2 separate regions of the Gossypium hirsutum genome follow, and region 2 is linked to region 1. Evidence: chromatin contacts called from public Hi-C data. All regions are on one chromosome and are shown on one strand. Each heading gives the region's core, a stretch centred on a gene start, on an enhancer-like site or on the middle of the called end of the contact. The rest is flanking DNA. Distances are from core to core; before and after follow the strand shown.

Region 1 (6,917 bases), core at 2,486-4,985:
TTGTTGTATTTTCTAGGCTTTAGCCCTTTATGCTGTATTTGGGCTTTTTTTGTGAATGAAATCTCTCATTTGAACAAAATAAAATAACGGAAAGGATAGAAAAAAATTTTCTTTCCAAAAACAATGACGTTAAGGTATTGATATATGTATTATAGGGACTAGATTAAATTAATCTCTTTATTATTAAATAAATCTATTTAGTCTTTATATTATTAAAAATGATCAAATAAGTCTAAATTGTAACTATTTAAAATTTATTAAAAAAATATTTTTTTCAATTGTGGCTCAATTCCAAATAAAAGATTTCATTTACAAAACAACAAAAAACTAATAAATATTAACTATGTTAAACCATAAATAATATTTTTAAACAATAAATCTTTATTCTATTCCAAATTGGCTTTATTTAATTCCTTTTAATAGTATAAGAACTAAATTGATCAAAGGGACTAATTTGATCAGATCCCTATAATAGAGTACCTTGAATTCACCAGAAAAATGTAGGCTCATAGTACTACTATTATTGGAACTAGATTGGACCGGCTAATTTGATCGGGGACTAGCCAATATATCAATCTAGACAAAGGGATTGAACCCTTATAATTTTCAACAACTTTTTAAATTTTTATGATTGTTTAATTATTGTTAGATTGATGGTCAAATCGATTGAACCAAAAATTAATGATCTAATCTAATCTGATTTTAAAAATATTACATAGTAATAAACATGGGAACAATTAAAAGGTAAAAATAATAATTAAAATATGATCCGAAATACAATATAAACATAGGATAAATATAAGAATGGCAAGTTTCTCTCGTATTGAAAGTATTATCAATTATGTGAAGGAGAAGAAAGGAACCAAAAGTTTGAAGAAAAAAGGGAAAGGAACCAAAAGGACATCCCCTTCCCTGTGATTTTTCATAATTACTGTAACTGCCTCATCCATCCCTCCCTCCCTCCGTACGGTTCCACGCAAACCCTTTTAATTTGAAGTTAACCCATATGGCTTATCACTCATCATCCACTCTCTCTCTCTCTCTCCACTTACATAGCTTTTCCTTTCATCTTTCTCTTTAGTTCTTTCTTCTCTATTGATTTCAATACCAAGTGATTTAGTCTTGATCTGAAATAAATTGTTCTTTAAGAACTTTCATTTTTCAGAAAATTTGATAATTTGAACTACTATATCCGAATGAAGATAATTTTAATTGGATGGTTTTAGATTTAAACCATTTTTTAATTTAAATCATTCATGTTCAAAACACGAATTATTGATGGTTTTTTTTTCAAGTTAGACACTTTAAGATTCTTATACAAGTTAAAAGAAAAATTACAGTAAAAGGCAATAAGCCAACAATTCAATGGAGCAGTACCTCAAATGTCCAGGTTCAGACCCTGACAAGGCAAAATCACATCCCCTCCGCCACCCCTCAATAATAGTAATAATAATAAAAGCAAATGGAAAACCTTTATATATGTTTAAAGACCCTGTAACTGGACATTGTCCTTGGGCTTTAAACTGCTCATTTAAGTACGTTCAGATTTATTTGGCAAATGACAAGAAGTTCAAAACAGGACTGAATTAACATTCAATAAACTCGAATTTAGCATTACAACATTGATACCAAACAAAACCAAATTCATGTCCGAATGATAATAATAATCCATTGGAATGTAAAATTTCAACTCCAAGTACTGATAAATGTTAAAAAAAAAAAGAACCTTCTACAACAGCCCACATTGCATGTACGTAAAAGTACAACCTGCAACATAAATTACAGAGTACATATCATATGAACTTAACTCATCACTGCTGTCCCTCCCCTGACTCGGGTTTGGAAGCTTCCTTGATCTCGTCTCCAGCTTCGTCCTAAAATTAATGAAAACATACATCAAATATAGATCACCCCATTCAACCAATAAAATGAGAATATTTTTTAACTTTTTTTACTTTTTCTTTTTTTTTAAAAAAAAAAAAGGAAAATCCCAATCACTTGCAATGTGCGACTTTGACTAACAAAAGTTTGCATGAGTAATCCAACATCCCAAGTCAGCCCAGAAAAGACTTAGGAAGAAAGTGTAACCTGTTATGGCTTGTTGACTTACGACATGGCATTTTTAATACAGTAAACAAAGCAGAATGATCTTAGAGATTAACTGAAACTTTTTAGTCTTCACAGTAATCCAATTAAATTAAATGACTTAAGTTTAAAAGGCCATAACAGAGAACTCATGAACTTCACTTTAGACACTAGTTCAGAACAACTATGATGAGAGAGAGAGAAAGAGACCGTGATATCAGATGTCCAAAGGGTTAGGTTGTCCCGAAGAAGTTGCATGATCAATGTACTATCCTTGTAGGATTCCTCACCCAATGTATCCAACTCAGAAATAGCCTCATCAAAAGCCTGCCAAATGAATAACATGTCATTTAATGATAGAAGAGAAACAATCCTTAGATATTCAATTCATGTCCTCAAAGAAGAATTTCTGAATCTCTTCATATAAGAATAATCTAAATCAATGCCTAGTATATATAGGGTAAAATTAATAAATCTCATTAAAACGGATAACAATTTACAAGATCACAGGACCTCACATAAATGATCACTAACATGTTAATTATGTAGACTCACTCCATTCTACAAAGCAACATATTTCATGAGCAGAAACTCTATAGCCATTCCTTCAAACTTCTTCTAAGCTCAGTGTTCATACAAGTACAAGTATCAACCAAATTAGCAAAATATTTTCAGGAGTTAAAGGTTCAGTTATCAGCCAGCAACTCTTGCAAATATAACCAGAGTTACGACAAAAGCAGATCAAGTTGAGGCATAATTACATTATAATAATTTATTATAACATCCTAAATAGATGGACCATACCAAGATAAGTTTTAAAAAAAAAAAGACAACTAAAACTACATAATTTACTTCAGTATCTGTTCTATCTCGATAAAGACAATTAGACAAGAAACAATATATATTAGAAGAGGATAAACACCTGTTTTGCAAGATTGCAAGCACGATCAGGTGAGTTAAGAATTTCATAGTAGAAAACAGAGAAGTTAAGAGCAAGTCCCAGCCTAATTGGGTGAGTTGGCGCTAGGTCACCGAGAGCAATATCCTGCCATCACAAAAAAAAAAATAAAGAAATAAAATAACTAAGAACTTCTATCTGAAGATGCTTAAGAAATTATAGAGAAACTAACTCATTGACAAGATTGCATTACCAATTTCACCCACCTGTGCAGACTTGTAAGCCAACAAAGTGCTCTCAGCAGCTTCCTTCCTCTCAGCACCAGTCTTGAACTCAGCAAGATACCTATGATAATCACCCTTCATTTTAAGGTAAAACACCTTGGACTCGGCAGATGAAGCTGAAGGAATGAGGTGAGACTCAAGGAGGCTCAAAATCCCATCACATATCTTGCTGAGCTCAGCTTCAATCTTGCTCCTATACTCCTTGATGGTTGCAACATGATCCTCATTTCCTCTGCTCTCTTCCTTCTGCTCAATAGAAGAGATAATCCTCCAAGAAGCCCTCCTAGCCCCAATCACATTTTTGTAAGCTACAGAAAGAAGGTTCCTTTCCTCCACAGTCAGCTCACCAACATCTACAGTTTTTGCTACATTTTCCATGAACTCAACCATTTCCTCATAGCGCTCGGCCTGCTCAGCCAGCTTGGCCATGTAAACATTTTCCTCTCGTGATGATTCGGTTGGCGACATCTTTACTATATCAATCTAATACTTGATCCTGCAATACGAAAATATTTACTTTTATCAAACAAACATTTCTAATGAATTTTCATCGGTCTAAACAAGTGCATCTGTATCCGGAGCAACCATTCGAAACATTCTCATTCCTCTATTCTAAAACATCAAATCTTAAAATTTTACTTCTTTCTTTCATCCAAGTTATCAAACTTGCAGATCGATTAAAAACAGCTACAGCCTAAACATAATTTTAAAAGAAAGGGATGGATATTAGCACTAGCTACTGTCCTTTCCTTTTCAACAGTTTCTCAGTAACCAAACAGATCAAAGTCATACCATATTTTGGTTACTAATTTTTCTCTACTCTATATATGAGCAGTAGAACACTCGGAACAAAAAACTTTCCTGTGTTTTTTTCAGCTGATTTGCAGGAACCCAACAGATCCAACAAATAGAAGAAGAAAAGAACGCCGATTTGTTAAATTACTCATAAAAAGCTCAAACCTCAAACAGATCGAATAAAAACCGCTAAAATTAAATCAAAGAAAAACTAAAAATCACACAACACATCAATCAAAATAAATAAATAAATACATAAATATCCATTAAAAAATAAAGGAGAAAATCGGTTCAAAAAGAACATACTGATAGAGAACTTTTTTTTTTCTTTCCACAGCGAGGAGCGTAAGCAAGTGAAGGGGGGGGGGGTGCTCTATTTCTTGATAGTAGATTTAATTTTAATTTATTATTAAAGAAAAGGAGTGTGAATGGGAGGAACAAGGAAAAGTCGGTGGTCCAATGAGAAGAAAAGTAATTGTCGTTGACCGTCAATTTATTTTACATAGATTTAACTAAGGGCAAAATTGATATTTTATCAAATACATTTTTTTTCGATAATTAAAATTCTGAATTGAGTGTATTGACTTGATAGTAAAGATATTCTTCGCTTTAAGTGTGGTTTTCGAGTCGTATTAGTTGTGTTGCTTTAAGACTTTATCTTCTTCCTATAATTAAAAAAAATTAATTAAAACTCTAATAAATTAAATATAAACTATAATAACTAGTAAAAATTACAAAAAACTCGAACATAAAATTTTAAAATTTTTAAAATTTCATTAGACATATAATAATACTCATGATTAACTAAACAAAATAAAATATATTCATACATAATTTACAGTTCATGTATGAAACATTGGGTAATTTATTCCTCATGTTAGTACATTAATTTTTCTCATGATAATACATATATTACATAAGCGTTTTTTGGTTAAGTAATTTCAATAGTAATTAAATGAGATGTCACAAATATTCAAATTGGGCTAAACTTCATACGTAAGTTGCATAATGATCAAAACTAAACATTTTAGAAATTGCTTAAATAAGGGTGAAATAAATATTTTAAAAAGATCAAATAAGAATCAAATTTTGAAGTTGTTCAAATAATGATATTTCAAATGTTGTAGGTAATAGTTTAAATTATATTTTTGTGATGGTCGTCGAAACTACTAAATATAAATTTCTACGACTAAATAATAATAATTAGCAGTATAAAGTAGTAGGGTCGAATCCACAGGGTCTGGTTATCTAATTTCACATTTTTCCGTGACCAGAGTCGCTATCGCAGTCACAGTCATGCTCACGACCTGTGCGTTGAAATGCTGAAAGTAAAAATAAAAATGCGAGGTTTAAATTGATTAAGATAACAAAATAAGAAAATACGAAAAAAATAAAATAAAAACATTTGAAAATGCAAAAATAAATCTAAGAAAATAAAATAAATGGATAAATAAAATATTTTTTAAGCTTAGCCTTAACCTCGGTGTACTTCAATCTTGAATTGATCCTTAAAACAGATTTTCCCTTCCATGTGATAAGCTGGTTATAGCAATCGAGGATCCCTCAAACCGTCAACTTTTCCTCTCGCCGGTATCACCTGCTAATCGACCCTTGTCTAATTTTCAACCACGTGGCATGTACCCGTAATTTAAGACTTCGATAACCTTGTGATCTGAAAAGCCCAACTCAAATTAACGGCCTCAACCGTGTGGGTCGTTTAAATCCGATCACTATCTCTCTTGATGGAATCCAACTAGCATTTTTCAATTGAACATGCTAATTTGTTCACGGGATTTTGAATACAGCATCGCCGACTCAACTTCCCAATTGTACGCCAAACGATTTCAATCCAATGCGCGCTTTTTGAATTGAAATCGAATCAACTTTGGGGGACGAATTTGTACTATCTCATATATTAGAGAGATAGTGAATATCGAATTGTAAAGTATTTAGTGTGGGTTCGTATCTCACAAATACTTTGTCGAAGCGATAACCAGGCTAAGGCTAAAAAGGGTTTAGATAATCATGGAAAGAATCATTCTTGAAAATAAATGGTTTAAATGGAATTGTGGAAATCAAAAGAAACTAAAAGGTTGAAATCAAAAGAAAAAAAAGAATGAAACAACATAATTAAATGGCAAAGACACAAGAGGGAAAAAATTGGAGAATTTATTAAATGGTAAAGGTAAAGTGTGTGTTCAATTGGTTGTAGCCACTAGGTATTTATACACATCTGTAGTGCAAAAATTTAGTTAGATTTTTTCCTAAATATTATCACTAAATAATTCTAAATATTCAAAATTTAAAAATCAAATTTAAACTAGAGATTAATTTTAAACTAATTAAATAGTTGTAACTATATAAAAAATCCTTCAATCTTTATCCAGCTACTATTTTTTAAAAGAAATCTTCAACCCTTCAATTTTTATCCAGTCATCTTTGAATATTCAATCTTTCAATCAAGCCCTCCTCTTTGCTTTTTGTTCAAATTTAGTCCCTTGTTGTAAGAGTTTGAATTCAGCACACCAACTTCATTCCTGATAAGAAAAATCTAAATTTAATAGCATTTTATTCGATAATTAGCCAAAAATAAATATATTAAAAATATAAATTTATCTTGCTATCAATTTCCCCAACTTAGTCGATGCTTGTCCTGAAGCATGATATCTGTAACACTCCTAACCCGAATCCGTTGCCGGAACAAGGTTATGAGGTATTACTTGACTGAACAAAACTTCTATAAGGTCAAAGATACTTACCAGACATAAATTATCAACACATTAGTTCAATTATAAGGCTTCTCTAAACAAAATGAGCAAGCCATCTTCGCATGGCTATGTGTATACAAAGTCGAA
Region 2 (7,619 bases), core at 4,642-7,141, 140 kb before region 1:
AGAGTTTGAATTCTTATAAAATAATTAAATTCTATTATTATTTTATTTTATTCATGTGATTGTTACTATAAAAAGAGGTCACCTCAAGTCATTTTACACATTCACGCTTAAAAAGCCTAGAAGATCTCTACAGTAATATTTGAAGAAGCCAAAGAACTTGAAGAAATTTAGAGGAATGCCATATTAATTTTGAAGAAAAGTCGCATTCGAATTCAATTCAACCGCAGAAAGGTCACTAAACTATTGCATGAGTTCTATTTTGGTCACTGAACTTTTAATTTTTCCAATTTAGTCACTAAACTATTCGAAATCAATTTTTTTGTTCATTGAACGTTAACAAGCATTTGAAATTTTATGGAAGCGCTAATGTGTGATTTTTTTTATTGGTCTAATAACAAATTTAACTCTCTAATGTTTATATATTTTTATCAACTTGATATTAAATATAAAAAAATTAACAAATTTGGCTCTTAATGTTTACAAAAGTTGTAATTTTAATTCAAATTCTAAAAAAATCAATAAATTTAAGTTTTAATGTTTATAAAATGACAAATTTACAAAATTTTTAAAATTTAAATAGTTTATTGTCAGGTCATGCTAGCAATATCCATGGTTATGGAAACCTTCATCACCATTCCATTCTCTTTAATAGACGAACAAACAGATTCTTGTCTTCGCAGTCCATATTTGGTACTCTGATGAAAATACGACTGTTCTAATCCGGTGGGAAGTCATCCGTAACTTTCTTTATTTTTATTTAGGGCTAGTTTAGTATTGCTTCTTAAAAGCACTTTTTAGATAAAAACATTACTAAACAAAATATTTTTGAGCTTTTTAAAAATGTTTTTGAAAAAAATTATTTTTTAAAAATACTTTTTTTTGCGAGAAACAGAAAGCAAAACAATTTTAACTTCTGCCTAAAAAATTTTTTGTAACATCCCGATTTTGGGCCTAGTCGGAACAGTGGTTTCGGGGCCACAAATTCGATGAAGAAAATTTTATTTTTATTATATTTTTATGGTCTATAATTTTACGAAATAATTTTGCGAAAACCTCGTTTGAAAATTTTTACTTCCGGGCACTCAATTTAATCAAAAGGACTAAATTGTAAAATTTCCAAAATGTGTGTTCTAGTTTACAAAGGTACTAAGTACTTGTGAGTAATGGGTTTTTTAATTGGGGGTCCTTAAATGGTAAATAGCCCATTTTGTAATTAGTGGACAAAGATGGACATGGCATGGTATGTTTTTATTTATTTTTCATTAAGGGTATTTTAGTAAATTGGTAAATAAAGCTAAAATAATTATGAAAAAGATGTCATATTCTTCATTTTTCTCATGCCATAGTCGTATATGGAGATGGAAGACATGGCTAGGGTTTTTAAAACTTCCAAGCTTGATTGTAAGTCCATCTTTTCCCCGTTTTAAAGTTCTTTACATTTTTGAAATCTCGGTAACTTGTTCTACTTATTTCTACCATTAATTTGAGCTAAGGTTCATGTCTAAAAATTTACCCATGAATAATATGCATGTATTTTGATGTCTAATGATAGAAAATAAAGGTTGGGTGTTAGATAAACGACTTTTGCTAAGCGATTTTACGTGAAAACGAGTAAAATGACATAATCGGTAAAAATACCTAATGTTTATAAATACATGTTAGAGTGAGAATTGGATGTTGCTATAGAAGGGAGAAATGATTAGCATGCCATAAAACATAAGAAAATAGGGTGAAGTTTAATTTACGAGATTTGGGGAAAAAGTGTAAATATGTGAAAGTTTAAGGGAAAAATTTTAATTTTTCCAAAATATGATTTTGGGTTGATTTGAATAATATGAGTCCTAATTAGGCTATATTTAAAATGATAGAGCAAGGAAAATCGAAATTCGGGCTAAAATCAGCAAAATACCAAGTTGTGGACAAAATGGTAAAAATGACAATATTCGCATACGAGGTAAGTTCATATGATTTTAATAATGCAATGTGTATTTTAATGTTTGTGTTATGATATTATATGAATTGTAAGTATACATATATGTGAATAATTTGATATTATGTAAATGATGTAACATTACTATATGTTATTGATGTCTTTATAATGGTATGATGATTATTATTTACGAATTGTTGTATGCTATGATTATTATTGAATTACTATACAAATTATGTGGGATACTTGAAAAATATGAATTGCCACCGGAGTATCGATATTGACATCACGAGAAAGATGGCAAAGGTGTATGATCGAGGAAAGAGCCCGTTTGAACCTTAGGAATAGGTTAGGATACAAGTGACATGTCACTAGGAAATTGAGATTCGAACTGGTTGAGTTGCGTTCCAAGTTCGTGAGAATTATGAGGCATCCGAACTCGTTGAGTTGCGTTCCGAGTTCACTTATGGATGCAAGCATCCGAACTCGTTGAGTTGTGTTCCGAGTTCATTATGGATGTGAACACCCGAGCTCGTTGAGTTACGTTCCGAGTTCATTATGGGTGAGATTATGGTAGCTTTGCTACATAAACCGCAGGCTATTGAGTTTGTCTAGCTGTGGGCTTCCGTGTATCCGATTATATTCAGAGTGTTCAATGGGTAATTTGACGGAGTATTCGATAATGGTCCCAATGAGACAAGCCATTGGTGAGTATGTTCTTAAGTTAAATTATAAGTTGTACATGTATGTACACTAAACTTATGTGTGATGCCTTAATATATGATGTATATAGTATTGGTGAATACTATAAAAATGACATGATAAGGAATAAGTCTTGATACTTGATGACATTGAGATTATGGATCTATGCCCATGAAGCATAATTATGTGTTCTTACCATGATGGATGAAATGATATTGTATGGATTTGGTGAATAATAGTGGTGAATGAGTAAATTCAGTCTTGACAGTTTTGGGTTACTGCAGTGATGCAAATTTGGAAATTCACCATAAATTGTGGAAATTGAGTTAGGGACTGAATAAAATATGAAATTAAAGCTAAATTAGTCTAGTTTCACATAGAGGAAACGGTACATGCAATTGAATTTTATGTTATGAGATATTTAAATTGTTGTGATACAGAGTCTGAATGACTTCGAGATCCCCTATTCCTATTTGAGAAATTCACTAAAAATTGTGAAAAAATAATTATGAGTTATAATTTACATGTATAGATTCCTTATTTAGTATATTTTTAATAGAAATAAACATAATAGCCCTTTGAATTCTGTATAGGGAGAAAATTGATTCGTAGTGAATAGAGGTTAGAGTAGCTGAAAACTGAAACAGGGAAAACTTTAATGAATAAACTGTACTAATTGGCTGAGTCAAAAGTTCTGAAAATTTTATGGGAGAAAGGTATATGAGTCTAGTTTTAAGGAAAATTAACGGAACTTAATTTGGAGTTTCGTAGATCCATATATAAATGATTTAGTAACTGTAACTTGATAAAACAGCTTAACCTGAACATGTGTAATTGTACAATTATAGTGTTTTATCTTGAAAAGCATGTTAGTAATTGCTTATTAATTTTGTATGGACTTATTAAGCGTAAAGCTTACCCCTCCTCTCCATTTCTTTAGTATTGGAAAGTCGGCTCGGGGTTAAAGATCGTCGGAGGTAGAATCACACTATCAAGCTATCACTTTTGGGAGAATTAATTCAAATATTAGAAATATCAAGTGAGTGGCATGTATAGGAAGCTAGTTTTATGACATGTATTATTATTATGATTTGGCCTAACCTATTGATCTACGTTGAGTTATTGTATATGGCCATGGGATGTGGCCCATATTCACTATGGTTTGTAAGCTTAATTAATCATGTCATGTTCTATGTTTCTGGTGTGATGAGGTAGTTAGCTTTATTTGTTGTGCATGATTGGTGATACATTAGGTAAGTTGAATGCATACTTATGGATCATGAATTAAATGTAAATAAGTAATAATGCCTTAAACATGAATGTTTAATGGACAAATTGGTAACCACAGTAAGATCGTATTAAACGAGAATAAGATTTGGCATATCTAGTTCTAGTTAATGTAAGAATGTACATTACATATATGATGGTAGGCAAATGATACGTTGGTATTAAAATAGATGATATTGAATGTTATTGAACTCATGTATGTGCTAATATCTTGTGTTGAGGTTGATAGTCATGGATGTTGGTTAAAGTGAAATATGTTTAAAATGAAAGACTTGTTGTTGCGTGGAATTTTCTAGGTTTTCGTAAGTTCTCGGTTTAGTCCCGAAACCATTCCAAAGTATGTTTTGGGCTTCGTAGACCCAAATAAGGGACGTTATACATGTGCCTGAACAGTTTTGAATTAAACGAAATTTTAGGGCCGGTTTTCGTTTGTGTGCATGTTTAAGTCCGATAATGCCTCGTATCCGGTCCCAGCATCAGACACGGGTATTACAATTTTTTTGTCCAAAAATACTTATAAAAAGTAATACTAAATTCACCCTTTATCTATCATCACAAAGTGTTACAAAACTACAAACGTATTCGTCAAAATTATTAACATAATTGCATGCTTTACTGTGCATTTGAGCTTGAATTCCATATATTAACTCCCATTATACCTGTTATGCATATTGGTTAGAATTATTAACATAATTTCATGCATTATTGTACATTTGAGCTTGAATTCCATATATTAACTCCCATTATACTTGTTATATAGCTTAAATTTGCATAGTTGAATGGTTCCAATATTGGACTAAAATTTCTAGTGAATAACACCTTGAACACAATACGAAAACATGGATTATTAGTATATTTACCTCTTATGGTACTGAAAATGAAAGAAAAAAAAAGTCTAAAAGAAAAAAAAGAGAGGCTGATTTAGAATTGGAATTTGAACACCTTCAACTTCAATTCAAACATTAAAGTAGTATATGTTCCAAGAACACAAGAAATCCACAAATTGACCTCGAATTCAATTCCCTTCTCTTAAACATAGTCAACCCGATCAACAAACCCAAATCTAAATCCGCTTTCTAACTAAAAGCAAGCCTATTGAAAGATCCCCTATCTATCCTCCTGTCAAATACAAAAATGGTGCTCTCATTTTGATTATTGTCAAAATCCCCCGTTTATCCTCCTGTCTTTCTAACTCACACCAACATATAAACGTAAATAGTGCTATCATTTTGATTATTATCAAAATTTAAAAAAAAAATTGTAGATCTTGTAAATTTTTACATTTTTTTTTCGTTTTGTAAATAATGTGAGCTAAATTTATTGATTTTAAGATTTTTAAATTAAAATAAAAAAAATTATAAATATGGAGGACCAAATTTGTTATTATTTTATATTTAGGATCAAATAGATAGATTTTGTGGACATTAGAGTACTAAATTAATTATTAGACCAATAAAAAAATGACATAAACACTTCCATCAAATTTCAAAAAAGTGTTAATTTTGAATAGTTTTGTAATTATTTCTATACTTTAAGATTTTGATTTTAATTTTTTTAATTTATATATTTTTAATTTTTAAAACCATGATTAAATTCTTAGAATATGTGACTATTAAATGTTAAATTTATTATTTTTTTAAAATTTATAATTAAATTAATAAAATAAATAATATTAAGAATTAAATTTATTATTATAATATATCATGTCAATAACTAAACACATTTTAACAATAAAGTAACTAAAATATGAAATTGACTTAACGGTAAATTAACAAAAGTATTTGATGATGTAAATATAAACCCGGTTTTGGAAACAATTATTATACTAATGAATATATTTAATTTTGTATAATATAATTTATGAATTTAATAAAATTTATGGTAAAACGGAAAATTTTGACAACCAAGAGTTATGCAAGCACAAGGCTAAATATTTTCGATGAAAATTAATCAATTATATTTTAAAATTAAAATCTTAAGACAAATTGCAAAATGGGGACTACTCTAGAGAGTAGAGAGACAATGGATAATCTAGCGATTCCCCTTTACAAATAAAGAAGAAATAATAAATATAGCCACATCATGGATCCAAGTGAACCCCTGTTCTAAGCGTCTGAACCGAATCTCATCCGTTCATTTTTATCCAAAATAAAATATCATCTTTGCAAATGATCATCAAACAGTATCTAAAGCTGTGTTGGCTCTCGGCTTTAGTTTTCAGTGTAGAAAATTTTGAAAACCGAAGAGAGAAGCGAGAGATTTTTGTGGGGACTGACTGCCCTTTCAAGATCAAAGCTTTGTTGAAGGAATTTTTTCTTTCATTTTCGCTATTCTTTTTGCAAAATTAATGGCTACTGAAGAGGTCAATAATCCGCCTTCACTTCCTTCTTACCCACAGGTACACATCTTCACTCCTCACAAATTTTTTCCTTTCTTTTTTTTCTTAACGATGATCAAAATTTTGATCTTTAAAGTTTGTGTGTGTGTATTTTTTGATGGAATATAAAAGAAAACCATTTTCATTCAACCTCAAATTTCATGGATTTTGTGTGTGTGTAATTTTTTTACTGATTTAGTATTTCTCTTTTATTTTCTCATCTTCAATTCAGTTTTTTTTTTCAGAAATTTCTTCATTTTCATTTGATTTTTTTTCTGATATTTTCTTTTTATATATTTTTTTAAAAAGACACTTTGCCTTGAGAATTGTCAGAAAACTTATATTTCCTTTTTTTTTTGTTTCTCATTTTCATATTTTTTCTGGCTGCAGTTTTGATGTTCATCAAAGAAGTTTCTGTCGATCTCATGAGGATTTTATTTTTCGTTTGTAATTTACATCATAGTAACTTCATGACTTATTTTCCTCCACTTTTAAGCATAAAATTTAAGCTACCTAGCTTAAAAATTGCTTGAAAATCGAGAAATAATTCGTCTTTAATTTGATCATGCAGCTAATTATTAATGCCATAGAAGCGTTAAACGACAAGAATGGTTCAAACAAGACCTCAATATCCAAATACATAGAGTCCAAGTATGGAGATTTGCCTGCTGGCCATTCCACTCTCCTTTCTCACCACCTTAATATAATGAAAGAAAGTGGGGAGCTTGTGTTTTGGAAAAACAATTACATGAAAGCTGATCCGAACGCTCCACCAAGGCGTGGGCGTGGTAGGCCTCCAAAACCCAAGGTCCCATTGCCACCTGGTATGGTTTTAAGCTCTGCAAGGCCGAGGGGCCGCCCTCCTAAGGACCCCAATGCTCCCCTTAGGTCCCCCAAGCCTTCTGGGAGTGGGAAACCACGTGGAAGGCCAAGGAAGATGGCTCGACCCGAAGGGGGAATAGCTGCCAGCTCCACAACTATGATGTCGGCCTCCGTTAGGCCTAGGGGACGTCCGCCTAAGGTGAAGACTTCCGCATTCACTGAAGTTAGTGTTGGACATTAAACAGTATTCTCTTTAACGGTTTTTAACTTGTAGTGGTGATTTACTATTTACTTAATGTTTATTTGTTTGTTTTGTTGTAGAATTTGCACGGTGTTTGTTAGTTTGATAATCGTGTGTGTCTTGTAGAAAATTTAATGTAGTTGTACTTGAGGCTCTGTACTTTTTTCTTCTTTTTTTCTTTTAAATTGAAAGTCATTGTAAAAAGGATGAGTTTGACGACCATGTCGAACTTGTTTATCCGTGTTGTGAGATTGCTTCAA

The links. A called contact is a pair of places that touch in the nucleus more often than the background predicts.
Region 2: a Hi-C map of leaf shows a contact between it and region 1, with 2.4 times the contacts expected there. The contact joins the promoter of LOC107952816 here to the promoter of LOC107952815 in region 1. A contact is called at or near these places in 6 of 34 Hi-C or Micro-C datasets (callus, hypocotyl and leaf).

What each region holds. Positions count from the first base shown.
Region 1 is chrA07:59,823,963-59,830,879 of Gossypium_hirsutum_v2.1, reverse strand. It overlaps LOC107952815 (14-3-3 protein 4), which reads right to left and starts at 3,735. Exons shown (of 4, transcript NM_001327599.1): 1 at 3,250-3,735; 2 at 3,008-3,130; 3 at 2,296-2,412; 4 at 1,812-1,874. The coding sequence starts at 3,735. The coding sequence ends at 1,812.
Region 2 is chrA07:59,965,733-59,973,351 of Gossypium_hirsutum_v2.1, reverse strand. It overlaps LOC107952816 (HMG-Y-related protein A), which reads left to right and starts at 5,891. Exons shown (of 2, transcript XM_016888006.2): 1 at 5,891-6,317; 2 at 6,868-7,619. The coding sequence starts at 6,267. The coding sequence ends at 7,359.